7 separate regions of the Mus musculus genome follow, and all the other regions are linked to region 1. Evidence: chromatin contacts called from public HiChIP or PLAC-seq and promoter capture Hi-C data. All regions are on one chromosome and are shown on one strand. The core of a region is the stretch at or near the end of the contact, and the rest is flanking DNA. Distances in the headings are between cores, read along the strand shown. Region 1 holds the start of Fam53a (family with sequence similarity 53, member A). Region 2 holds the start of Rgs12 (regulator of G-protein signaling 12). Region 3 holds the start of Rbks (ribokinase). Region 4 holds the start of Lrpap1 (low density lipoprotein receptor-related protein associated protein 1). Region 5 holds the start of Fosl2 (fos-like antigen 2). Region 6 holds the start of Htt (huntingtin). Region 7 holds the start of Trmt44 (tRNA methyltransferase 44).

The links. Promoter capture Hi-C pulls out the DNA fragments that hold promoters and counts their contacts. HiChIP or PLAC-seq counts read pairs in DNA pulled down with a chosen protein or histone mark. Capture Hi-C pulls out chosen DNA fragments and counts their contacts.
Region 2: a promoter capture Hi-C map of pre-B cells shows a contact between it and region 1, with 4 times the contacts expected there. The contact joins the promoter of Rgs12 here to the promoter of Fam53a in region 1. A contact is called at or near these places in 1 of 39 promoter capture datasets (pre-B cells) and 2 of 9 other capture datasets (adipose tissue and liver).
Region 3: a contact with region 1 is called in a promoter capture Hi-C map of pre-B cells, with 3 times the contacts expected there. The contact joins the promoter of Rbks here to the promoter of Fam53a in region 1. A contact is called at or near these places in 3 of 39 promoter capture datasets (the C10 cell line, liver and pre-B cells).
Region 4: a contact with region 1 is called in a promoter capture Hi-C map of liver, with 3 times the contacts expected there. The contact joins the promoter of Lrpap1 here to the promoter of Fam53a in region 1. A contact is called at or near these places in 1 of 39 promoter capture datasets (erythroid cells), 2 of 484 Hi-C or Micro-C datasets (B cells and CD4 T cells) and 2 of 9 other capture datasets (adipose tissue and liver).
Region 5: a promoter capture Hi-C map of liver shows a contact between it and region 1, with 3 times the contacts expected there. The contact joins the promoter of Fosl2 here to the promoter of Fam53a in region 1. A contact is called at or near these places in 2 of 39 promoter capture datasets (hippocampal neurons and liver) and 1 of 115 datasets of contacts at active chromatin or transcription factors (microglia).
Region 6: a contact with region 1 is called in a promoter capture Hi-C map of adipose tissue, with 4 times the contacts expected there. The contact joins the promoter of Htt here to the promoter of Fam53a in region 1. A contact is called at or near these places in 2 of 39 promoter capture datasets (the C10 cell line and pre-B cells), 2 of 484 Hi-C or Micro-C datasets (CD4 T cells and LSK cells), 1 of 115 datasets of contacts at active chromatin or transcription factors (astrocytes) and 2 of 9 other capture datasets (adipose tissue and liver).
Region 7: an H3K27ac HiChIP or PLAC-seq map of microglia shows a contact between it and region 1, with 6 times the contacts expected there. The contact joins the promoter of Trmt44 here to the promoter of Fam53a in region 1. A contact is called at or near these places in 1 of 39 promoter capture datasets (neutrophils) and 2 of 115 datasets of contacts at active chromatin or transcription factors (microglia and pancreatic cancer cells).

Annotation. Positions count from the first base shown.
Region 1 is chr5:33,628,310-33,632,161 of GRCm38.p6, forward strand. Fam53a (family with sequence similarity 53, member A) reads right to left here and starts at 1,326. Exons shown (of 6, transcript NM_178390.3): 1 at 1,028-1,326; 2 at 544-668. It also overlaps Gm9903.
Region 2 is chr5:34,948,087-34,951,740 of GRCm38.p6, forward strand. Rgs12 (regulator of G-protein signaling 12) reads left to right here and starts at 1,362. Exons shown (of 17, transcript NM_173402.2): 1 at 1,362-1,438.
Region 3 is chr5:31,695,817-31,699,143 of GRCm38.p6, forward strand. Rbks (ribokinase) reads right to left here and starts at 1,794. Exons shown (of 8, transcript NM_153196.1): 1 at 1,694-1,794. The coding sequence starts at 1,785. It overlaps Babam2 (BRISC and BRCA1 A complex member 2), which reads left to right and starts at 2,234. Exons shown (of 12, transcript NM_144541.1): 1 at 2,234-2,261.
Region 4 is chr5:35,103,749-35,107,295 of GRCm38.p6, forward strand. It overlaps Lrpap1 (low density lipoprotein receptor-related protein associated protein 1), which reads right to left and starts at 1,951. Exons shown (of 8, transcript NM_013587.3): 1 at 1,731-1,951. The coding sequence starts at 1,943.
Region 5 is chr5:32,135,218-32,138,529 of GRCm38.p6, forward strand. Fosl2 (fos-like antigen 2) reads left to right here and starts at 1,255. Exons shown (of 4, transcript NM_008037.4): 1 at 1,255-1,588. The coding sequence starts at 1,487.
Region 6 is chr5:34,759,956-34,763,618 of GRCm38.p6, forward strand. It overlaps Htt (huntingtin), which reads left to right and starts at 1,785. Exons shown (of 67, transcript NM_010414.3): 1 at 1,785-2,154. The coding sequence starts at 1,952.
Region 7 is chr5:35,573,616-35,577,158 of GRCm38.p6, forward strand. It overlaps Trmt44 (tRNA methyltransferase 44), which reads right to left and starts at 1,455. Exons shown (of 11, transcript NM_030208.3): 1 at 944-1,455; 2 at 465-579. The coding sequence starts at 1,430.

The DNA of each region.
Region 1 (3,852 bases), core at 76-2,575:
AGAGGAGTCATCAGAAAGAACGACCAACCACTAACCAAAACAGCAAAGTCCATCTACTCTTCCTAATCAATTTCAATTTCCACCTTGGCGTAATATTCAGAATTTGGAAAAACTATCCTCGGTCCTACCTTGTTCTGAGATGCTGAACTTCCCTTCCAAGACCCACTTTCCTAAGATGACCAAATATGTATTTGAAGCAGCAGCATCAGTGAGCACAAGTCAAATTTCTTAATGTAAAAACTAAAGTACACCTTTCAAGTCAAACTAGTCCATCTTCAAAATTCTCAGAGCTGAAACATCATTATAAACTTAAGTAGTGGGGCTGGAGGGTTAGAATAAGCTTAGATTCATACTTAAAGATATATCTAATGATTAAATACCTTGAAGTGCAAAAAATTAAAGTGATTTTAATTTGGAGTGATAGATCACAGATCTGTAATTAAGACTAATGTACAAAGGCAATAGCATTCGGAGCGGTAAAATACATTGTGAACATCGCACATCCCATCCTCCACACAGGAAGTCTTAAAGGGACTTACACACCCTCAGTCTACGCAGGAAAGTGGCTTCGGAATAGACTTCCAAGTCACCTTCCACAGGTCGTTGGGGAGGATCTGCTCTTGGGATTCCCTTAAGGGACCATCATATCTCGTCAAACTTCCTGCTTCCTGAATACAAAATAACAATCACTGAGTCTCAACAACAGCGGGTTCACGGGCCCACGGACTCAGCATGGCGACAACAGGTCTCAAAGTCGACATGAAAAGTGATTCAACAAGTGGCAGCGCGCCCCAGGCGCAGCGGGCAGGCCTTACCGCCTGGCGTGCAGGAGCGCGCACAACAGAATGCTTGGGGCCTGGCCTAATTGGAGGGGTCCCCGGACTCGCCACGAGTTCGGGGAGCTGGGGCCCAGGGGACTCTAGGGAGCTGGGGCCCAGGGTTCTTTCAGATGCTGGGTCCCCGAGGACCTTAGGATGTCGGGGACACGGGACACGAGGACAGTGCTGGGCCCGGGGCGCGCGGGGACCTTAAGGTGCTGAGACGCCGGCTGGCCCTAGAGGGTGTTCCGCGCGCTGTGCCGATGCACCCGGCTCTCGACGTGCGGCTGCGCGGCGCCGGCCGACGTACGGAGACTCCGGGATCGCAGCGCAAGGACACGGCGTTGCGGTGGCTGGAGCTCTTAGCGATGAGCAGGCGAACGACGGCGCAGAGCACTCTCCGCGAGGCGAGTGAGCACCGAGCTCCGTAGCTGGGGCAGGGCGCCGGCCGCGCAGGCCGCGCTCCGCGCATGGGGACGGTGAGCCTCAGTCACCGCGGAACAAAACCGCAGCCGACGCCCCGCCCCCTCCGGACGCCCTCATTGGTCGCCGCGCCGCTACCACCGCCCCGAGCCGTCAGCCGTCCGCTCGCGCACCCGCCCGCGGAAGCCGCCGCAAGCAATCAACCCTCAGCCGCACCGCTAGGCGGGCGACGTCACTGCCCGGCGTGTTGTGGGTGTGGCCTCGTGACGCCCCGCCCCCGTTTCCTCTCACTTCCCTCCTACGGGTACCGTGCGCCGCTGCTGGCCCCGCCCCCCTGTGCGAGCTGGCCCGCGCCGGGTGTGACGTTAACCTTCGGGTGTCCGCGGGGCATCGAAGGCCGGTAGTGGTACCTATAGGCTCCCGGATTCCAAAGTCCGATGTGACCACCTTCATCTCCCTGCCTTTTTTCTTTTTCTTTCTTTCTTTTATAGCAAAATCTCAGTATGAAGCTCGGACTGTAGACAAGGATGGCTTCGAACTCCTAGAGATCCTTCTGCCTCTGTCTTCCGAGCCCTGGAATTAAAGACAGGCGCCACCAATGCCCAGCTTCTCCTGTCCTTTGCTGGTAATGTGCCTTTGGGCAGGACCCTTCCCTTTGGGAGTCTCATTTCTGGACCTACCGTGTGACTGGAAGGCACTTTTGTGCATTGGGTACCGGTGCTGTGAAGGAAAGCTGCTCTGCAGGTGGGTGTGACTGGGGTGGAGCACTTCTCAGGGTGCTAGAGGCCAGGCGCAGCAAAATGAAACCGCCTGCCGACTTGGCTAGGAATAGGCTGCAATTTCACAAGCCTGTAATCCCTAGACAACCTTGTTCCCAAACAACAAAAAGTAATTTTAAAAAATGTTGCAGGGTTAGGTACAGCTACTTGATGTAGAAAATGGAATAGTTCTCATCTGGAATAAGACCTAAAAAGGAAGACATTAGAAAGCCACTGGGTATTCCTGGGGCACACCAGAAGTCTGGGCCCTGGCCACCACGTTATGGGTCTGGTAAATCCAGTTCTGTACAGGCTCAGAGGCCCAGCCAAGGGAGGCCAAGATCAACTAGAATGAGTGCCCTCACCTGCTGCATCACCTGCGACAGACCTTTCATTTCCTCCTCCAGGTTTCTTGAGGACAGGGGACTTGCGACCTGGATCACAGCAGGCAGGAGCCAGATAAGGACTGAGACATCTGGCAGGCACCTGTGCCTAAGAGGAACTCTGCCCAGAACAGTCCTCAACCACACTCTCCCTGGGCAGATCTGGACCAATGGTGGCCTTCTCAAATCACCACGGTCACCTTGTGTTTCCCAAGCCCTGCAGCTGATTAAGTTACATACGCCACACAGCTCAGCTGTATTTGAGTAATTCCTAAAGGCTTTCAGTGTGTGCCCTTTTAGGGTAATTTTCAGGGAGTTGATGAATTCACATAAAACCAGAAAGTATTTCAAACTCTCCCACAGATCAGATTGCAGAGAATGGCTTGCAAGCCAGCTGTGGGATTTCACCCAATGTCTGATAGTCCCACATAAACCACACTGGTGATGCTGAGGACAGGTGCCAGTATCAGTGTTTATCATGTCCCAAAGGTAACCAGCCAAGGGAAGATATTAAAATCATCCTTGGTTCACAGTTAGGCTGCTACTCCACCAAGGGGCCATTTTCCCTCCATGACAAAGAATAGCAATGTCACCAGCCTGTCTCCTCAATGCTTGCCTCCATCTCCCTGAGAATGTTATGTGTACCTCAGTGGGCCATGTGAAGGGGAAAGACAGTGATGGCCTAACTCCAAACCTCCACTACTCAGTGGTATACTACTACAAGCATGGGGACAGCCCGGACGACTCTAGTACATGAGTTTGCTGGTGCAGTTTCAACAATGGGTGCCAGAGGAACACACCTTAACTCACCCCAGCAGACCCTAGCTCACTTTGGTCCACAACAGCTTACTTACCCCAACACACCTCAGCAATCCCAACCACTAGATATAATATGCCCAAATCGCCGCCAGACTCTAGCATATCCCACCACACTTAAGCACAGGGTCTAGATGTCACAGTGCTTAGGATGAGGAAGGTGGCCTGAAGAAAGGCCTCAGGCTGCTGGACATTGCCTCTGCCTCCCATGAAGCTGGTCAGACCAGAGGGGACATAGTGAGCTGACAGGTATCCCAAATGCATGACATCTCTGTGCCAAACCAGCTGGCCAGTGCCACCCTCCATTATGGCTGTCGCCTGCACCAGTCAGCTATGTCTGAGACAGTCTTTGAAGACCCTATCTGTCCAAAGATGCTGAATATTTTACAACAGTAGCCTTATTTTTCTGTACTTTTGCTATTAAAAAAAAAACTGCTACAAGCAGACACTGATCAACAGAAAGAATTACCAAATATGCTTGGACTCTCTGCACTCTGGAGGCTAAGGAAAGAAGACTGTAAATTCAAAGCCAGCCTAGCTACAGAACCAGACCCAATCTCACAAAATATAATGAAAACCTTCCAGAAACCTCTTCTCCTGTTGCTGAGGTCAGGACTTATGAGATGGCATTGTCCCAGACTTGCACTCCCACGG
Region 2 (3,654 bases), core at 112-2,611, 1.3 Mb after region 1:
AGGGCTCTGTTACTCCATTGGCCTCAGTGTCACAGGGCTTCCTACTCAAGACACATTGACAGTCAATACATCTACCTATGCAGTGAAACGAAGCTGCACACTGACAAGAACACAGGGTTTACTGTCCTGGAAACACTGGAGGGACTACCAGTCGTGACTTACATTTCCTGAATTTAGGGAGGAAGTGAGTGTTAAAGGTTACAGCTATGGGGTTTTTATGATGATTTAATCTCAAGACCAAGAAGCTTGAACCAGGCTGGGGCTGGTGTTTGAGAAAAAGAGGGCCTAGGCAGTGAATTCCTGGTCTAAACTTTTTAAGTAAAATGCCCAGTTTCCTGTTTTCTGAAAGTACTTTAGCTAGTTTCTAACTGGGAATGAAACTTCTGAAGACGCTGTGGCTGCTCGGAAGTCAATGTGGGAAGGGAAGGGGAATTCTGCCCTTGACGTCTTTCACCAAAGAAAGGTCTCCTTGAGGTAGACAAGGTCCAATGTTCTGAAAAGGTTGGGCGTAGGAACTATAAAACCAGTTTGTGCAACTATTGTATCATAGCCTGAGTGGTGCTTGGGACAGGATTGATGTATTTCTCTCCATCTCAAATGCACGCCCTCAGGTAGATGACCCCTCTCCTGGCAGGTGGGAAACTTTCCTCACAAATGCATCGTGTCTCAGAGCTGCCCCTTGAAGGAGGACGAAGTGGTCTCTCTCTGCACGTGAAGAAGATCACACATCCCAGCTCTCTGCAACCATTCAAAAAAGAAACCCATCTGGCTTTTGCGATTTAGTAGGGTAGCTCAACCCCTCAGCTGGACCAAGGCGGAAGTCCCGCCCCGGCCTCCATGCTCCGCCCCGCCTCCGTCTAGCCTTAAGCCCTGGATGTTGAGCTTTCCGTTAGGTCTTCAGTCCCAGGCAAGTCCCTACTTCTTGAGCGCTTCTGTGCTAGGAGTCCGATCCCGCCTGACCCCGAGCCACTGTCCAGTAGGGCGGACTTTGCTCTCCAGGAGCCCGGCCCCCAGAAGCCGGATCCCGTTGGTCCCTGACTCCAGCTGTCCAACGACCTGATCTATCCCCTCATCCAGCTCCGTCCCCCAAAACCTGACTCCACCAAAATCCTAAACTTGGTGAATCTCGAATGAGCCCCACCAAGAGCCCAAATCACACCCTCCAAAAGCGGCTGAACTCCCCACCCTTCCAGGAGCCACACCCCCAGAAGCAGGACCCGCGGGGTCAGAGTCCCGAAGCGCACAACGGCCTGACCCGCCCCTCACGGGTCCCGCCCCCAGAGCCCCGCCCCCTAGGCCCTGGGCCCCACCCCCAGGAGTCGGAGCTCCTCTCTCAGGGGCCGGACCCTGCCCCTCCCGGAGCCCCGCCCCCGGCCCGGCGACGGCGGTGACCGTTGATGCTTTCGGCGGGCGCCCGGCGGGAGCAAGCGGCGGCCCGGTAGGTGAGCGGAGCCGGCGCGCCTCCTCGCGCGTCTTTCTTCTCTGGCGCGCGCCCCCGCCCGGCCCGGCCTTGTCCTCCTGCGGCCGTGGGGCCGAGCTCGGGCACCGCCCGCGCCTTCTTTGTTCGCGCGGGACTCCGGGAACTTGCCCGCGCGGGCTGCGGCCGGGGTCCCGCGCAGGCCGGATGTGCGGGTTCCGCAGGGCTGCAGCCCACCGGACTCGGGCGGGATCTGACCCGGCTCAGAAGCCGGCCCGGCTGGCCATGAGGGGACTTTAATGTCCAACTCAGCCCGCGGTCTCATTGTTTGGGCAGAGACCGTATCCAAGGACCCGAACTGAGGAAATGTAGGGCAAGAACGCAGGGCAGCCCACAGCGAGCGAGCATCGAGAATAGCTGGAGGGGTTAGAGCTGGGAAGTGTAGACAAGGGGGTTCAGAGTGTAGATAGAGGGGCCCCAAACCTGTGGACTGTGTGTGTGTGTGTGCGCAGAATTGTAGAGTGTAATAAGGGCTCAGCTGTGAAGTGTAGATGAAGGGGTGGTGTGTAGCTAGGGCCCAACCCCTGGAGTGTAAACAGAGGGGCTTTGACCAATAGAATACAAATGGAGGGGCCCAGGTTCCTGAAAAGGCCTCAGATGGAGTGTAGATGGAGGTCGCCCTGGTGAGGAAGCCTTGAGCCTACATCAAGCAACTGGTGTGTGGGAGAGGGGAGAGAAGCAAAATCAATTGTGAATCAAGGGCCTGCTTACATTCTAAAAGTTTCTGAAGAAAGCACAGTTGTCAGCAGGACAATTTCTCCAGAAAAACTGGGATAAAAATGTTACATCTTTTTATTTGGGGGGGGGGGGCTGGATGACAAGTACCAAGTACTCAGGCTGGCAGGATCTGGACTTCAGGCACACTGCTGGGATAGAGAAAGTCACGGGGTAGAGGGAATGGCTTAGGTAAGACTCTGGAGTAGGATGGATCTTTAAAGGATGCAAGGCCATTTCTGTGAAGTTTCTTGGAACCTACCTCAGTGGGACAAAGGAGGAGGGTTGCTTCTGACAGGAAAGATGAAAGGCTGGAGAGCTGGCAAAGGAGATCAGCAAATACCGGAGCTGAGGAAAGGCCCTCAGACTTGGGGTGGCCTGTGTGTTGCCAGTCTTGGCGCAGGAGTCAGAAGGCAGGGTTTATACTGAGTAGACCAAATTGCAGTGCATCGTGGAGTTGCCAGCTTGTGACATGAGGCACTTTGTGGTCATCCCCTGTGTCAAGGGCTGGCTCACTTTTTGCATTCTGTTTAGAACAACAACCTCAGAGGGTGGGAGCGTGGGTAGTCACAAAGGTGACACCGAGCCTGGTGACCTGGCTGCTGCAGTAGCTCCTGCAAGGATCCCAGAGGTAGGAGAGGTTGAGGCTGAGCCCTGTGTTTCTAATCCTGTTGTCATTTGACATCTGTATCTGAGACAGGCCCAGCATGCTGGTCCCATCTGGCTGCCTTGGTTGTGGGCTCCTTGCCTTGCTCTGGCAGCAAGTGCATGATGGTGGTTGCAGCGTCCCCACCCCCTTTTCTTTCTTTTTGTGTGTTTGCTGGAAACCCTGCAAACACTTACTAGTCAGCACTTGTTTTAGTTTCCTACAGAGCTTAAATCTAGTGGCTTAAACAGTTTGCTCTTCAAGGCTCAATGCCAGAAGTCTGCAATGGGTCTCACTGGCCGAATGTCCTTTGGGGATCAGAGAGATTCTCCTTCCCTTCTCATGTCAGATGGAGACTGGCCTCATCCCAGGGCTCAGGGCTTGGTTCCAGCATCACGTGGCCTTCTCTTCTCTCTTAAGCCTCTCTCTGCCATGATCTGTGAGGACTTTTAGGGTTGCCAGGAGATCCAAAGTCCTCAGTTTACAGCTGCAAAGCTCCTGGAATGTTTTCACCTTCTTGCTGAGGAACAGCCTGGTCCTTGCACCTTCGCCAGGGTGGGACACGTGGATCTACCCATGGGTCCTGCATACCAAAGACCACAATAGTTTGTGGCTTTACTGCCCTGTAGATGTGTTTCTAGATGCACACTCAGCTGTGAGAGGATGCAGTGTCCATCTGTCCTGTTCTCTTTAGGGAGGTGGTAGTCCCCACTCCTTTCACAATCCAGCGAGAACTACAACCTCCCGAAATCTGCTCACCCCAGCCAGCGCTCAGGAGGCTGAGTCAGGAGGGTGGAGAGTGTAGTGCCAGAGCATG
Region 3 (3,327 bases), core at 544-3,043, 1.9 Mb before region 1:
GATTCTGTCTCAAATAATAAAATTAAAAGCTATAAGTGTAGTTTAGTAGTAAAGTATTTACTAGCCATGCAACGGACCTGAGTTCAATATCTAGCACCACACACAAAATTATATAAACTTTAATTATTTGTAGCTCTTCTGTTATTGCTTCATTTAAAAAAATCATTTTTTTACTTTTAACTCTGTGTGTAGGAAAGCAATGCACTTGGAGGTGTGGGACCCTTTAGATGGGAGTTACAGGTGGTTTTTATCCAATGCTCTTAACTGTTGAGGCCATTTCTGTAGTCCCTACAACATATCAGGGTTTTTGTCAATTAACTTGCCTCTCCCAGTCTCCTTTTTCTTTCTTTCTTTTCTTTTTCTTTTTTTTTTTTTGTTTTTTTCGAGACAGGGTTTCTCTGTGTAGCCCTGGCTGTCCTGGAGCTTACTTTGTAGACCAGGCTGGCCTGGAACTCAGAAATCCGCCTGCCTCTGCCTCCCAAGTGCTGGGATTAAAGGCGTGCATCACCACGCCCGGCCCCAGTCTCCTTTTTAATTCCATCTTTTCTGTTGTGTTTGGTAATTTGAAAGCATAGACTTATTTATTCTATCTATCTATCTATCTATCTATCTATCTATTGTGTACACACTCATGCATCACATATGTAGTGTCCTTCCACCATACTGGGCTCCAGGAACTGAAGGGCATTAGGCTTTAGTCAAGCACCTTTACCTCATAGCCATCTTGATGAATCTGATAACAATTTATAATGTTTTAAGCAAGATTAAGTTAGATATATGAGGCCCCTGGAGCTGTTTTTAAAGTAGATATAGGTAGTTTGGTGAAAGGGTTTGGTTGTTTTGATTACCCCAAGGCCTTATTTCAAAGTTCTCTGCTATCTTTTGGAAAAATAGTTTAGGGACCGATGACACTAAGTTGCTGGGAAATATGGTTATTAACATAAACAGAATTATATGGCCTGAGTTTTTTGGAATACCTGAACTATTTTTTTTTCTACAATGTATATTGCTTATCTGCTTGGAAAGCTGTTTTCATAAAAACAGACGACAAAGCAGAAGGATCTTCCCTACAACCTCTCTGACCTAACTCAACTATTCTCATTTAGCACTATTTGGTCAGGTTTTTAGTGGCTGTAATTGTCATGTTTGTGTGTGTGTGTGTGTGTTTTAAATTTTGAATTCACACTTAGGTTCACCACAAAGGTTGGCCCATGGTTACATTTCCACATAAAAGTAAACTGTAAATATGGAACACTGCAGGAATGCCAACATGAGTGAAAAGGTGTTTGCCTCAGTGCCTTCTTTCACGTGTTCAATCCAGTAATACCCAGTTGGGTCTGGTGGACAAAACACTTCTTGTGCTCTCAACCCTGTGAAGTAGGTACATCATGTTCTCAGAGGTTAAAATGTCATGGGGCAGCCTGGCCAAGGAAACAGGTGCAGGTGTTTGGGGGCGCCCGTAGGTGGGGGTGTCTATCAAAGCTTTCATTCAGTCCCCCCACCCCCCATCCCTGTCCCTTCCTCTGTCATTGACCTCCACAAACTTGAATTCTGCCTTTTCACCTCAGAAGTCGTGCTTGGAAACCTGAAGCTTTCAGGAAAGTTCCAATGGTGGGTGCCCACCGATCCGAGGCCCGGGCATCCACAGTGTGGCTCGCCCTCCCGAGACCTTGCGCTGCGGCCCCGCACTAACCTGACCAGGTCGGTCATGCAGGAACCCACCACTACCACCGCTGCTGCCTCCTCCTCCTGCCAGGGCCTCCCGGGCTCCCCACACGCCGCCATTACTAATCCTGCTCAACCCTGACGCTGCCCTTTGCCCTTTGCCTGACCCCGTAACCAGGGACGCCGCCCCGTCCTCCTTAACGACGCGGGCGTTCCACCCGCCTGTGCCGGTCGCCCTCCCAAATGCCCGAAATCTCTCCGGCCTTTGGCTAGTCCTGATCCCTCTGGGACCGGTGTTCCTGCCCCGCCTCACAAGCACAGGGCCCGGCCGCCACGGCGAGAATGACAGAGCGCGCCAAGCACTAGGCCAGAGCTCCCGGGAACCTTCAGGCGCTACCCGGTCGCCTTCCTCAGCTTCCGGCTTCTCGGCGCGGGGACGCGCACGCCCGGCCGGCTCCGGAGAGGGCGGGACGTCCGGGGGAGCGCGCACGCATCCGGCCCGCGGTTCGCGCGCAGGTCGGTGCGTCGGTCGGGGGCGCGCTCGGGTAACCTGTACCCCGTCTAGTCGCCGGTTACTGATCGGACTTAAGTTCCAGGTACCTGGACCCGGGCTGGTGCGGGGAGGTTGGATCTCAGTCGCACAGGTGGCGCAGAGAGCCATGTTTGAGTATGGCCAGAGAGCTAGCCTCTTCAAGAGAAGGCCCGCGTTCCAAAGATGCCCCGCTCGCCCCACAGCACGCGGATTCCCTCAAGAGCCGCCCCCAAGATCTGAGGCTTCTCTTTCTCCACGTATCTCGTTCAGTCCTGGTTTCTGATGAAGCCCGCCTCTTTTTGCACTTGATGAGGGCATCATACAATTTGGGAGAAAGGGTTGGATCCCTTTAGATTCTCCTCAGAATGGGTGGACATTCTTTGGATCGGAACCAATTCGCTCTCCCCGCCCCTCCCTGATGTTGCCCAGTGGAGAAATTGCTCCCCCACAGTAACTTCCCTCGTGCGCCATATGACGTGGACGTGATGCAGCAGGAGGCCACCCCTTTCCGTTCCATGACGTCAACGGGGGCACATGTTTCCGTGTTTGTCATCCTCTCCTAATTGCGAGAGCCTAGATGGTGCTTTATACGTCTTTGTGTTCCCCAGACAGCCTGCCCACTAAAAGACCTCATGTGACCTTATCTTGCGGCAGCAGATTTTTTTATAAAAATTATATATTTGCATCTTCCGTCTGCAATACATCAAAATCAGGAAATACAAATTGCAAAACAAGCATTCAAGAGAGGCAGGTCACCAAAATTTCCTGCTTCTCTGGAATCAGTTATAATGGTGCCATATGTAAAGGAGAGGTGTGTGTTTCTAATCCATATCCCTGCATATTGTACCAAAGAATCATCTTTTTTTTTTTTTTTCTCTTCAAATTCCTGATTTTGGAGTCAGTATAGTTTTTTTTTTTTTTAACTTTCATTTGTTAGTGAAGTCACACTTACTGAAACATCTTGAAGCTGCACAAAACCTTGCACTGTCAAAAACTTGTATTATAGCTGCTGTTCTGGAGATAAAGACAGAAATCCATTCCCTCAGGTGTGATCCTAACGTCTTGACAGTTGCTGAAGTGGAATGGGTTTTCATAATCACTAGTGTGGTTTGGCGTCTGGAGAAGGTTGT
Region 4 (3,547 bases), core at 701-3,200, 1.5 Mb after region 1:
TGAAAGATAAGAACCTGGTGCTCTCCCCCTGAGCTCAGGTGACCTAGCAGGTAGGACCCAGCTGGAAGCCTCCCTGTCTAGAAAGAAAAGCAGCAAAACTCAACCTATGTCCTCAAGGCCTAGGCTCCTTGGAAGTAGAGGGAGTAGACACAGGACATCCTGTAAGGGAAGCCACTGGAAGAACGAATGTCCCCCTCCGTTCAACAGAAAAAGTGAACGCAAATCCCCTGCAGAACTTTAGGGCTGGAGGGCTGGAATGACGTGCAGCCCAAGGCTTAGACAGGATGACGAGAGCAGCCGTCCGCACAGTGACATCAGACTGTGGACAACCAGCAGAAATATAATCTGATGCTGCCACTGATCAGTGGCCATGGTGGAGGTCCAGGAGACCACCAAGGCACAGAGTGAGGATGAAAGTCACCTGGATGTGCATGTGGAGGACTGGGGGCCACCTTCTGAGTGAAAGAGACCCCAGGATCTACGGACAGCAGACCACATTTCCCCAACAGTCTTCGACGGTACCTGCTAATGTCTTCGTGGCCCCATCCTCATCTTACTGGGTAATCCCAGGTGAAGCACACTCATCCCGTGGGCACACCCCTGGAGATGGCGGTCAGGGACAGCCAGCCTTTTACCCTAGATGGTTCCCACTGCTCCCATGCTCTTCACACAGCCACTCCCAGCTCTGCTCCCGGACCCTTCCCCCAGAAAGCTGAACTGCTTTTCCAGGCCACAGGGCTGTCCTAAACCTTTGCAGGCTGGACACTTGTCCCCCTCTTGCAGCAGTCTCTCAAAGACACTGGCTGGCCACTAAGCTGTCTGTGAGGCACCACTCCCCTTCCCCAGAAGCCAACCTCCCAACTACCTCTCCATCCAAAGTCTCCAGGGCCAAAGTTCTACACGGTTTTATTTTAAAAAATCACTTAGTTTGCAAATTATTTACTCTCCCCTCAAACTCAGGAATGTTTAAGCTGGAGGGCTAAAGGGCAACCCTCTGCAAGCTCTAGAGGAAGATAGTGTGGCTCTGAAAGAATACTTAAACAAAAGCCCAAGTCCTAGCCTAGGACTGTAATCTGGGAGGGGACCCAAGTTCCAGGCCAGCCCTCAGGCTCTGGATATCTCCATTTCAAAAGGAAGAGAGATTAGCATAGCTACTAAATCTAACTTCAGCATTCCCCAGACAGGGTGTAGTGTTTACCTATACTAAGGAATTCCAATCCCCTAAGGAACTGCTTTACCCAAATTAACCAGCTCCATTAGCAACTGGGGCTTCTGCAATCTCCATACAGTCTTATCTCAGGGCACCGTTTTTTTTTTTCTTTCATTGGAGTAAATACAGATAAAGAAAAGACTTCCAAGTCTGGCCCCATGTAGAAAGTGCCCCCCCTCCCCTCTACCTCCATCTGAATTGGCTCTTTGGAAAATTAGCTTTTTGGGCAGAGGTGTCCACAGCTAGGAAGGGTGGGTGTCACTCATTCTTTAGGGTCCCTAATTGCACTAAAGGCAACCACAGGCCCTTGACACCAGCACCAAGTTCCTTTAGGGCCTATGGGTCTCTTATTACAAGTGAGGTCAAGATGGCCCACCTGACATTTAAAGGGGGGCTGTACAAAGGGTAGGCCGTTCCCCGTCCCAGAGGTTATGTTGGCCTCTCAATCAGGGCCCTGCTCTCCTTCGCTCACACGCAGCACCTCGCCCCCATCCCCGCGCGTCTCCCTGGCCCCGCTCACCCGCTTGGCCTTCTCCCATAGCTGGTTCAGCTTCTCCATGCGGAACTCCTCCCCGGACTCGCGCTTGGCGGCCATCTCCGGCTCGTTCTTCTCTCGCGAGTACTTGCCGCCATGGCCTGCTATGGGCTGGGGCACAAGCATCAGCGGCAGCAACAACAGCACTAGCAGTTGGAGCCGGGGCAGCGTAGAGACCCTCTCTCTTCGAGGCGCCATCTTCCTCTGAAGCGCTAGCAGACTGACAGGACTGGGTCTTGTAGGACCGCCCATCTGTAGCCCCGCCCATCAACCGGTCTCCGCGAGGCCCCGCCTCCCTTCTCAATCCGATCCCGCCCACCCCAGGCCCCGCCCATATGACTGCCCACTTTTCGGTCTCTGGCTCCGCCCTGCCCAACACCAGCAAAGAGCAATTATCCCAAGGTATTTTCACGCTGGGGCTGCAAAATTCAGAGCTCACTAGCGGGGCTGTAAGGAGAAGCAGCTGGGAAAGCGCACTTATGCACCGCCCCACTCCTCGTAATCACACAAGAAGTGCGGCGGAAGATGATTTTGCCATTAAACCCGGGAGCAGCTATCTCAGCTCCGTCTTTGGGACACATCCCAGACACTTCCCCTCCGGGGTTTCTGTTTGGAAGGCTTTGTGCACTTGCCTAGTCTCTGCACCTGCAGCCCTGGAGAAAATCCAATGGACATAGTGAGGCCCAGCAAGCCTGTTGGGGACATGGCCTGGCCTGGTGACAACCTGGTGCTCGAGGAACCCAGGAGTCTGGTACAGGCACCAGCAGTTTGGGCCCAGGAGGGACAGGCAGAAGAGTCGTCTGGTAAGGATGACCAGTGTCTTAGTCAGGGTTTCTATTCCTGCACAAACATCATGATCAAGAAGCAAGTTAGGGAGGAAAGGGTTTATTCGGCTTACACTTCCATGCTGCTGTTCATCACCAAGGAAGTCAGGACTGGAACTCAAGCAGGTCAGGAAGCAGGAGCCGAGCAGAGGCCATGGAGGGATGTTCCTTACTGGCTTGCTTCCCCTGGCTTGCTCAGCCTGCTCTCTTATAGAACCAAGACTGCCAGCCCAGAGATGGTACCAATCACAAGGGGACCTCCCCACTTGATCACTAATTGAGAAAATGCCTTACAGTTGGATCTTGTGGAGGCATTTCCCCAACTGAAGCTCCTTTCTCTGTGATAACTCCAGCTGTGTCAAGTTGACACAAAACTAACCAGTACAACCAGAAAGGGTCTCCAATAGGGAGATACATGGAGGACAAGGGTAGGGGATATTTGGGGGGAGTGGTGCTTTTTTCTTTTTTTAATAGTTTTAAGCTGTATTTTGTGTTTCCACAAAAAGGGTTCAGTATATCTGGAACCCTGGTGGTTTGCAGACGTTAGCACCTGTTTTCTGAGATCTATTTTTGGTTTGGTTTGGTTAGCTCTGGTTATCCTGGCATTCACTATATAGACCAAACTAGCCTCAAACTCAGAGATTTGTATGCCTCTGCCTCCCAGATACTGGGATTAAAGGTGTGCACCACTTTGCCCGGCCTAAAATGTCTCCTTTTCAGATAGGAGAGAGGGTTTTGTTTTTGTTTGGGGGTTTTTGTTGTTATTTTGGCTTTGTCTGGTTGTTTAGATCAAACAGGATCTTACTCAGTAGCTCTGGAACTCAACTATGTAGATCAGGCTCACCTTGAACTCTCAAAGAGATCTATCTACCTGATGCTATCTTCCAATTGTCTGAGATCTTTTTTGTTGTTGTTGTTTGTTTTTGTTGTTGTTGTTTTGAGACAGTGTTTCTCTGTGTAGCCCTGGCTGTCCTGGAA
Region 5 (3,312 bases), core at 5-2,504, 1.5 Mb before region 1:
CTGAGCCGCCCGTCTCGTCTTCAGGGCTGCGATTTTTTTTTTTTTTTTTTTTTTTTCCTTTTCTAAAACCCGGAGCCCAGGCCGGCGCGGCCGCTTTCGGGGCCCCGCCCCGCGCCCCTTCCTTTTGGTTGGGGATGGAGGGGAGGAGGTAGGGAGGCCAGGGCGCAGGCGGGAGCAGGCGAGGGAATCCCTCTCCCTCCACGTCACCCGAAGGCGAGGAAACCCGCATTCGCGTCCTCTAACGCAAATGACCATCTTTGGCAACGTGCGCCAATGGAACAGACCAAGGGCGCTGCGCCCCAGGGGGGGTGGAGGAGTTCGGCGAGAACGCGGGCGGCCTCGGCGCCCCCGTAGTGCGAGGGCCGCGCTCTCCCACCCTCCCCGCCTCCCGCCTTCCTCGCGCGGGGTCTGTGGCTGGCGTCAGCGCGACCGCGAGCGAGGCCGGGAGGGGAGCGCCCCGCCCGCCTTCTCCCCTCCCCTCCCGCGCCTCTTCCTCCTCCTCCTTGTCCCAGGCCTCCTCCCCCGCCGCCTCGAGCGCTCCTCCCAGCAAGGTGGAGTCTAAGGTTGACGTGAGTGGATCCACATGGTGCGGGGCTGGAGAATAAAGAGTGTGGAGTTGAACTCGTGCCATTGTAGTGACTCATCTCGGGCAGAGCGCAGGGGCTCGAAGCGAGACAGTGAGCGGCGCTCGGCAGGGACAGAGAGAGAGAAAGAGAGCGAGCGCAAGAAAGAGGGGGAGAGAGGGGAGGGCGAAGCGAGGCGAGAAGCGCGAGGCTTGGCAGGTCCTGGAGCCAGCACGGGGTGCAGGTCACTGCGACGCGGAGCCACGTCCCTCTCAGCACCGCTCAGCCTAGAATCCCACGGGCGCTGTCCCACCGGCGCGATCGGGGCCGCTGGACCGGCGCTCACCGCCTTGTCCTAAGTCAAGTGTCCGAGTCGCCGGGAAACTCAGGCGGCGAGTTGGCCACAGGAAGTTTATTCTCGGGCTCCTTTTCTAAAAGGAGGAAACAGAAGTTTCTCCCAACCGGCAGCTTTTCTTTTTCGCCTTTTTGGCGCCCTGAGAGATCGGGGAGGGAGTCCCCCAGAGCTGCCAAGCGACACCCGCGGGGCTCCTAGTCTTTTTGCGTTGCCCATTTTTCTCCAGCCCGTGGGTCCCGGCAGAGCTCCGGCTGCGCGCGGGGGCGGAAGGGCGCGCGCAGGGGAGGGACCGAGGGACGCGCCGACTTTTTAGAGGGAGGGACTCGGTGGACAACCGGTTCCGCGGAGCTTGCAGAGCAGAAACGAAGTGCGGTGCGCGGCGATCGGGGGGGTCACTTCCCGAGTGTCGCTGCCTCCTGTCTGCCTTGGTTAGGGGACATCCCGGGAGCGAAAAGCCCAGCCCGTGGCCGGGCCGGTGGACCAGCGAGCGCGCAGCAGACTGTGCGCGGCCGCGGCGAGGGCGGGGAAGAAAACCACCCTGTTTCCTCTCCGGCCCCCACCGCGGATCATGTACCAGGATTATCCCGGGAACTTTGACACCTCGTCCCGGGGCAGCAGCGGCTCTCCTGCGCACGCCGAGTCCTACTCCAGCGGTGGCGGCGGCCAGCAGGTACGTGCGGGCCGGGGTGCACCTGGCGGCGCGGGCAGACTCCTACCCTCTTCTTGCTCCCACTGCCTCCACCCCCAACCTCCTTCTTTTCCCTTTCCTAGCCAGGCTAGAAAAATACTTCACCGCTGTAAGTTGTGGGTTTCTTTTCTTTTCTTTTTCTTTTTTTTTTTCCTGTTCCGCCCTACCCACTCTCCACTTTTCTTTTTCTTTTTCTTTTCTTTTCTTTTCTTTTTTTTTAAGCAAGTGGAGAGTGGGCTTGAAGAGCCAACGACACCCTCTCCCCCTTTTCGTACTTAATTTTCCAGAAAAGCTCTTGAAATTACAGGTCCCCTCCGGGAAGCCTGTTGCCTCCTTCCGAGCCGCTCTCCCTCCCTTTTCACGTTCCTCTTTCTAGGTAGTGGATAGGCAAGAAAATTTTTGCGCCCCCTAAGCCCCTCCCAGCCGTCAAGGACCCTACGGGGGGGGGCGGGGGGGAAGGCTTTTTAACCCTTTCTTCTTCTGTTATTCTTCGGTCTTAGCTGTTTTCTGAAAGGGATTGGGGACTCAAAAACAAAGCTGGGCTCCTTCAAGTGTTTGGGAGTGAGGGCGAGGGTTGCCCCTGGGAATTAGGTGCGAAGGTCAGGAAGGAAGAAGCTGGCTTTGATTGGCTCTTGACACCTCCTGTGACACCCCCCCTCCAGCTTCCGGTAAGGGTTGGGCAGGAGCCTGTACTTCCCCCCCCCCCCAGCAGAACTTTGAGGGGCTTGGGGGTACCTGGGGCAAAGAAGCTGTCAGAGAGAAGTGGGAGAAAGAGACACATCGCTTGAGCTCCTGAGTGGATTTAGAAGTAGAAAAACATCTCTTTCTAAAGCAGCCAGACTGGTTTGCACTGAAGGATTGTGCCTGTAATCTGTGTCTTTGTAGGTACCAGACAGGTATTGGTGGGGCGGTAGGGGTGGTAGGGTACCTGGCCTGTGTCGCAGGAACCACAAACACCATCTTGTGAGGGAATTGCATGAACTCAAAAGGTCCTCTGCCACCTGAAGCCCACCTTGGCAAGCATCTGGGAGTTCCTAGCCAAGCTGGCTGCAGCCAGAGTTACTCCATAAGCCAATAGCCATGGCCTTGACTTTGACCTTTAGAAGTCAACCAGATAGGAGGTCAGGGGTCTTCCAGGGAAGGGTGGAGTGAGCTGGGAAATATAATAAAAATATGGCTTTCTTTGTAATCTGACAAGAGGGGCACCTCTCTCAAAGTAATGTTCCATATCTGGGGAGTCCTTCTAAATGACTTTTCTGTGTCTAGCTCCTCCCAAGCCCCATACCTACTAAGCACCCACTGTAGACAGCCTGGTCTGAGCATTGAGGGTCCAGTCAGTGGACCCTTTCTTACTACTGAACACCCAAATCATACCTGAGAAGTAGTCGCTTATGTTTGCATCCCAGTACATTTGGTGTTTTGGGTTGAACCCAAACATCACTCATCAATGGGTTTAGAGTCCTTTATACCTGTTGTCCCCTACTTTCCAATCCAATAACCCCACCCCATGTACCTCTCCTTTCCAACCAACATAGAAGCTTTGCGTTTCTGTTTCTTCCACTAATGAGACCAAGACAGTGAGCACTGACAGTACAATCTCCCTGCCTGGCTTTGCTCAGACTCTGGGGCCTGGATGGGAAGTCAGACCGGACATCAGTGCCCCAACTGAATAATCTGTGTCACTAGGGCTTTGAGCCCAGGATGTG
Region 6 (3,663 bases), core at 535-3,034, 1.1 Mb after region 1:
TGAAGTTACATTTGTAGCCTAACAAATGTGTGACATCCCATTATCTTTGTCTTGTATTGGTTAGAAGTCAGTTACTAGCTGCCCTTACTTGGGAGCAGGGACATCATAACCTAGAGAATGCTAAGAGACAGGGCTCACTGGGCCTTCTTCCAAGTCTGCCTACTAGCAACTACCAACCCTGGCCAGCTGTTAGAGGCTGCCTCATGTGAGAGCTAGCACTGGCACTGTGCATCTAATAGTGCCATTAGTAACAGAGGGGACATAGAATCTAAAGGCTGTTTCTCTGCTCTCCTTCCCAGTTTAACAGCGGCGGGCTTATACCCCTACAGTAACAGTGTTGGTTTCTGTATACTTGGCCATTTCGAGAAAATGGAGTGCCTTATGGCCATGGAATAGGGCATTTGATTCTTACAGGTAGCCTGAAGCTTCATTGGGTTTCTCACTGCATGGATCACCTCCAGACAGCTTTTTCTGAAGCCGGAACGGTTTTGTTTGTTTGTTTGAGACAGGGTTTCTATGTAGCTCTGGCTGTCCTGGAACTCACTTTGTAGAACAGGCTGACCTATAACTCAGAGATCTGCCTGCCTCTGCCTCCAGACTGCTGAGATTAAAGGTGTGTTCTATCACTGCTTGGCTTTTTCCTTTTCCTTTTTCTTTTGAGACAAGTTCTGATACAGCCCATGCTGACTTGAATTCACTATGAAGCCAAGGAAAACCTGGAACTCCTGATCCTCGTTCTACCTGCAGAGTACATGATTACCACCCCTGGTTTATAAAATGCAGGGATTGAACTCAGAGCTTCGTGCATGCTACTCAAAAAGCATTCTACAAGTGCTGTGATTAAAGGCATGCACCACCATGCCCGGTTGAAGCCAACACTTTTTGCTGGGCAGACTGCAGGGGCAGCTTGGGTGTATCCACACCATTTTCAGCTTCCTGCTTTAATTGCTCACCTTTGGGAGATGGAGGCTCTAGAGACAAGGACTTCAGCGCTGGTGGCAATGAGACCCCTTGTAGGTCCTGGCTGGTTGCCACAGCACTTTCCAGGGTCCGTGTCTCAATGTAGAGTGTGTGACCAAAGTTGCATGAAACACAGCCTTTCTTTGGACAGTAACTACTGCTGCCTGCCTGAAACCCTTTCTCAGCCTTCGCTGCCTGCTTGAAACCCTTTCTCAGCCTTCTCTACTGCAGACACTTCTGGGGCTTCGGGGTCCACGGATCATAAAGGGTTCTTTGGTCCTGAATACAGGTCACTCTGGTTCCCTTCTCATTGCAGGGAGCTCCCAGCACGCTGCGTTCGGGAAGCTCAGGCCACCACCTGGCTTGTGGAAGAGAGAGCTGCTTTGGGTTTCGGGTTCCGAGCTCCACAATCGCTTTCCCGGTGACTCCAGGTGTAGGGTGGCTTTACGCAGGAAAATTTCTTCGCTGTCATTCCCCTTTCCAACCTTTTCTTCCTTCCGGGTCTCCCCAACTCCTCTGCCCACCTCCTCACTTCTTTTCTATCGCTGGTGCCAGGGAGCCGCCCTAAAGCCCACTCTCCGCTCAGCTCCGTCCCTCATCTAGCAGCCCGCCCCGCCCACCTCATCCTCTTGCTTGGCCCTCTTCACTAAGGGGGGCTGGCTTTTGCGGGAAGGGGCGGGGCCACATCGGCGGGGCGGAGAGTCTTAAACTAGCAGAGGCCCCGCAGGCCTGCGTCCTGACTTCGGGAAAGAGGACGACGCATCCGCCTGTCAATTCTGCGGGTCTGGCGTGGCCTCGTCTCCGCCGGCATGACGTCACGGGACGCACTCGCCGCGAGGGTTGCCGGGACGGGCCCAAGATGGCTGAGCGCCTTGGTTCCGCTTCTGCCTGCCGCGCAGAGCCCCATTCATTGCCTTGCTGCTAAGTGGCGCCGCGTAGTGCCAGTAGGCTCCAAGTCTTCAGGGTCTGTCCCATCGGGCAGGAAGCCGTCATGGCAACCCTGGAAAAGCTGATGAAGGCTTTCGAGTCGCTCAAGTCGTTTCAGCAGCAACAGCAGCAGCAGCCACCGCCGCAGGCGCCGCCGCCACCGCCGCCGCCGCCTCCGCCTCAACCCCCTCAGCCGCCGCCTCAGGGGCAGCCGCCGCCGCCACCACCGCCGCTGCCAGGTCCGGCAGAGGAACCGCTGCACCGACCGTGAGTCCGGGCGCCGCAGCTCCCGCCCGGGCCCCGCGCCCCTGGCCTGCGTGCTGGGCATGGCCAACACTGTTCCCTGTCCAGAGGGTCGCGGTACCTCCCTGAGGCCAGGCTTTCCCGGCCCGGGCCCTCGTCTTGCGGGGTCTCTGGCCTCCCTCAGAGGAGACAGAGCCGGGTCAGGCCAGCCAGGGACTCGCTGAGGGGCGTCACGACTCCAGTGCCTTCGCCGTTCCCAGTTTGCGAAGTTAGGGAACGAACTTGTTTCTCTCTTCTGGAGAAACTGGGGCGGTGGCGCACATGACTGTTGTGAAGAGAACTTGGAGAGGCAGAGATCTCTAGGGTTACCTCCTCATCAGGCCTAAGAGCTGGGAGTGCAGGACAGCGTGAGAGATGTGCGGGTAGTGGATGACATAATGCTTTTAGGAGGTCTCGGCGGGAGTGCTGAGGGCGGGGGAGTGTGAACGCATCCAATGGGATATTCTTTTTCCAAGTGACACTTGAAGCAGCCTGTGACTCGAGGCACTTCGTACTCTCCTGGCGTTTCATTTAGTTTGTGGTGTAGTGTAGTTAAACCAGGTTTTAAGCATAGCCAGAGAGGTGTGCTTCTGTGTGTCTGCAGGCAGTTGGATGAGTTGTATTTGTCAAGTACATGGTGAGTTACTTAGGTGTGATTATTAATAAAAAACTATATGTGTGCATATATATGAAAGAGTCGACTTATACTTAACTGCCTATCGATTTTTTGTTCTATATAAAACGGATACATTGGTGGTGCTCAGTTTTCACCGGGGAATGAATTTTACTAGTGTTGCAGACAGGCTTGTTTTAGAACATAGGCCACTCTGACTCTGACTTTGTGCCAGTAAAAGTTCCTGTTTAGTTCTTTGCTGACATCTTATAGATCTTTGGAAGCTAGCTGCTTGTGACTGGAGAGAATATTGAAACAGAAGAGAGACCATGAGTCACAGTGCTCTAAGAGAAAAGAGACGCTCAAAACATTTCCTGGAAATCCATGCTGAGTGTTGAGCCCTGTGCTCTCTTGCAGCTCAGTCCTTTCTCTCAACTCTGGGCATTTTATTTCTAATCTGGATTTGTATAATTAATAAGGAGAACTTTTGGGAACAACCTACTAAAGAATGTCATCATTAAAACTCACTTAGAAAATAAGTGTTCTGGTGATATCATTGAGCTATGTTCCCAGTCCTGAGAGTTTGTTTTTTTTTTTTTTTTTAAATAAAGATTTGGGGAGAAAAGGTGGCTTACTTGATAGAACAAAATATAGGAATAAAATTTCCTTCTATAAGGTGAAAAGTGTGAATAGAAAACTTCTTATCCTCTAGATAAGTAGTTTCTTTTTGCTTTTGAGAGTCTCACTATGTAACTCTTGACCTGAACTCAGAGAGATCCATCCTCCTGCCTCTGCCTCCTCTCTCTGGGATTAAAGGCATGTGGCACCATGCTGGGCTGTCCAAGTATGCCACAGACCCTCTAGGTCCCTGGTCTTCGAGG
Region 7 (3,543 bases), core at 205-2,704, 1.9 Mb after region 1:
TACACATACATCTATATCTGTGTGTGTGTGTGTGTGTGTGTGTGTGTGTTTAAAAGACAGAGGACAGCTCACAGAACATGTGGGCTCTAGGGATCAAACTCAGCTTGTAAGATTTGAAACGAGCACCTTTATGCACAGTCATCTCACTGGCCCTCAAGCATCCTTAAGTTGACTCCCTTGGGTATTATGCAACAGAAAGCTGACTAACAGAGTACCCCAGCTAGTTGCTGTACACCCCTACCGGCATATGGAATATAGAGATCAAGGACTCTGGCTACATTGTGATCCCCAATCCAGTACCAGCGCCAGGAACCAGCAGAGTGGTGACTATAGTATACATCTGAGATCAGCCAACCAACACAAGACCTTGGCTCTTCTGTACCCCAGAATCTTCCAGTTGACTGCTGATAGGACATCCGGGATGGGCATCACATAGTGGTGCAACAGCAGCGTCCAGCTCTTACCATTCTCCTTCGTTGTGATGGAGATGGAGTTGATACACGTTGCTCGTTTTAACCTCCAAATTCCCCTCATTATCTTCTTCCAAGGGCAAAAAGGTGACACTCCCACTGGAGACATCTGAGGGGGAAAGACAAGGCTATCAGGTCATAACTGCTCTAAACGGATCCCTTGGAAGTAGAACTGAGCAGCGATGGACAGGAGAGTAATGCTTTCCAGTCCTTAGTGGCTGTCCAGCACTGGGGAGAGGGCTCTACACTTTGGACACACCATTATAGCTAGCACTTAGACAATACAAGGCCAGAGCTGGGTGGTGGGTGGTGTGGCGCTCCTTTAATCCCAGTACTTGGAAGGCTGAGGCGGGTGTATCTCTGTGAGTTCGAGGCCAGCCTGTTCTACATAGCGAATTCCAGGCCATATAAGGCCCTGTCTCAAAAAGCGAACGCTTTTCAGTCTGTTTGCGCTCTTCCCACTACTCTCCTACCTTGCACTACCAGTTCTTTCTTCGGCTCTGTGAGTGGGGAGTGCGGGCTCGCTTTCGGGATGACAGTCCTGAGAATCAGGTCGAGCTCCTGCGCGGCTTCAGGCTGAGGACCCAACGAGGGGCCACAGAGGAAGGCCAGCATTTCCGGATTGGCGTGGACGAGGCTTTGGGAGACTCGGTCCCATAGCGAGTTCAGGTCAGCCGCGGGAGCGGTGCCTTCGCGGCTCGCCCTAGGTCCCGACTCTGGCTCTCCTTTAGGAGAAGCCTGTCCGGGTTCCCTCTCCAGCCCGTGTCCCTGTCCCTGCCGCGGTCCACACTCCGCCTGGGCGTGGGACCGCAAAGTTCTCCCGCGGGCTTCCATGCGGGCGCCGCACAGCCTCTTGTTGGCCACCTGTGGCCTCTCCAGCCACACGGTCACGGCGGCCCAGAAGCCTGCAGGTAGCAGGGCATCAGGATCGCTTAGCCGCACTCTACCCAGCTCCTCCATGGCTGCGCGCTCGGCGCGTTGGGATGACGCGACCCGGAAGCGCATTGACTCACGGGAGTTAGAGCCTGGACCCGGAAGGCCATCCCTTTGTCCTTTTTGCTGGGCGGTAGCTTCGGAGCCGCTGGCGGAGCCTGGGACGCGGGAGGAGCAGAGTGTGGGCCGCAGTGGATACAGCCTCCTGGGGTCCTCAACGACTGAATGTACAACCCCTTCTCTGCTTGCTTTCTTGCTTGGAAATAAGAGCTCCCAAGCGGTACATCCGATTCGTGCCCCCTAAATGAAATTTTGCCCCCAGAGGTTCCACCTCTCACGACAAAGCTAATAATACTGAGAGGAGAGGAAGTTACTTGAGCAAACAAGACGTAACTGATACACTCAGCAGAAAGCCACACTTATATGAAGGATTCTACAAAGCTGGTTGGCTAACTACAACTTCATGATTGTAAAGAATTGGAATGCGGACCCAAAGCTAGCATTACCTTGGGCGATTATTTAGCTCCTTTATAGCCATGCATTGCCCACCTGTGTCTGACTCCAAATTCTTTGACTGGAATACATTAACTTGCCAGAAAGTAACCTCCTACCAACCCAAAAGATAAAGCTGGCATCAGAAAACATAAGAAACCTATAACACAGACGTTCTGAAAGTATAACAAAGTAAAAACAGAATTCTAGGCCTTTAGGCCCAGGCTTGGGAATGTGGCCTTTGTAAAGGTATGCTAATCATAAAACAGATAGCGACATTCCTCTACCCACCCGCTTCCTGGGTTCAAAGAGTGCTCATTCAAAGAAAGTCACCCTGACCATTGCCATATACAAATGTGCTTTTGTTAGGGGCTCTTAGAAACTGTTTTGAAAAATAACCCTCACAATTACCAGGTATTCCTCGTGACTCTTGTAACTTTGCACTTCCTTGTGACTCTTAACTGGTATTTTTGTTATTTTCCAACAATGCCCTTCCCACCTCCTTGAGTTGTGGTTTCTTCCTTTAAATACCCCCTTACTCAGCTACTCGGGGCGCCACGGTCCTCTACCCCTTCGTGGTGTATGACCGTGGGCCCGAGAGCGCTCTTGAATAAAAATCCTCTTGCATTTTGCAACAGGCCCGTTTCTTGTGGGTGATTTTGGGGTGTCGCCTCTCCTGAGTCAGAACGTGGGGGAGTCCTCACGTTGTGGGTCTTTCATTTCTTACTTTGTTACCTGAGGTCCGAAACAAAGTATTTGTTAAATCCTTTGGAATGTACAAACTATTAGCTTCCACCAACATGAAGGCTAAAAATGTCTCCAGCAATTTCCCCTCATTGTTCTAACCCACCTACCTGTTGGTACCCATCCTTGTATTTTAAAAATACTTACTTTATGGATTTTGTTACTATTAAAAAAACTGTCACCACGTATGAACATAGTTTTTAAACCATAGTCACTCATATTTGTCTCCAGACTAAGCTATCCCTCACTCCCTTTAAGGTCAAAGCTGTGTTTTTATATCAGCACAACAACCACATGCCTCTGCTCTAATGGTCCAAAGAGCCAAACACGCATCTTTGACCTCATCTCCCAACCTCTTGGCAACACCCATGTAGGCCAAAGTTTCACTTTGTTGCTGCTCCTGGGTTTCATTATGTCCCTTAGGGAACCAGGGGCACTTTACAGCAGCTAAACAACAACTATGGCTGCTTTGCTCAAGTAACGGGGACTGCACGGGTGGCCGAGGGAAGTTTGGAAGTAATAGAGGGGGTGGTGGGAGCTGGCGGTGAGTGGTAACAGAGAGTGACGGCAGCAGCTGCAACACCAGTGAGGACAGCAAAATGGAGCAGTAGCAAACAATAGCCGCGGCTGTGGTCATAGCAAGAGAGGCAGCCAGAGCAGAAATCATACAGTGGGGCTAAAGAGTGAGAGTAAGGAATTAAGGCTGACGGAGAGAAGGCTGTAAAGAGCTTGAAGAGTTCCACAGAGCTGTCAGGACTTGGGAGTCAAGGGGCTCAGACACACCACATGCAGGAACTGTTAACACTGGTGCAGTGTGAGGCTGTGGGGTTCTGACACTCTAACCCTATAGAAGAGCTGTAACACTTGTCACTGTAGGACTAAGGGTCCCATAACCTTAAGCTTA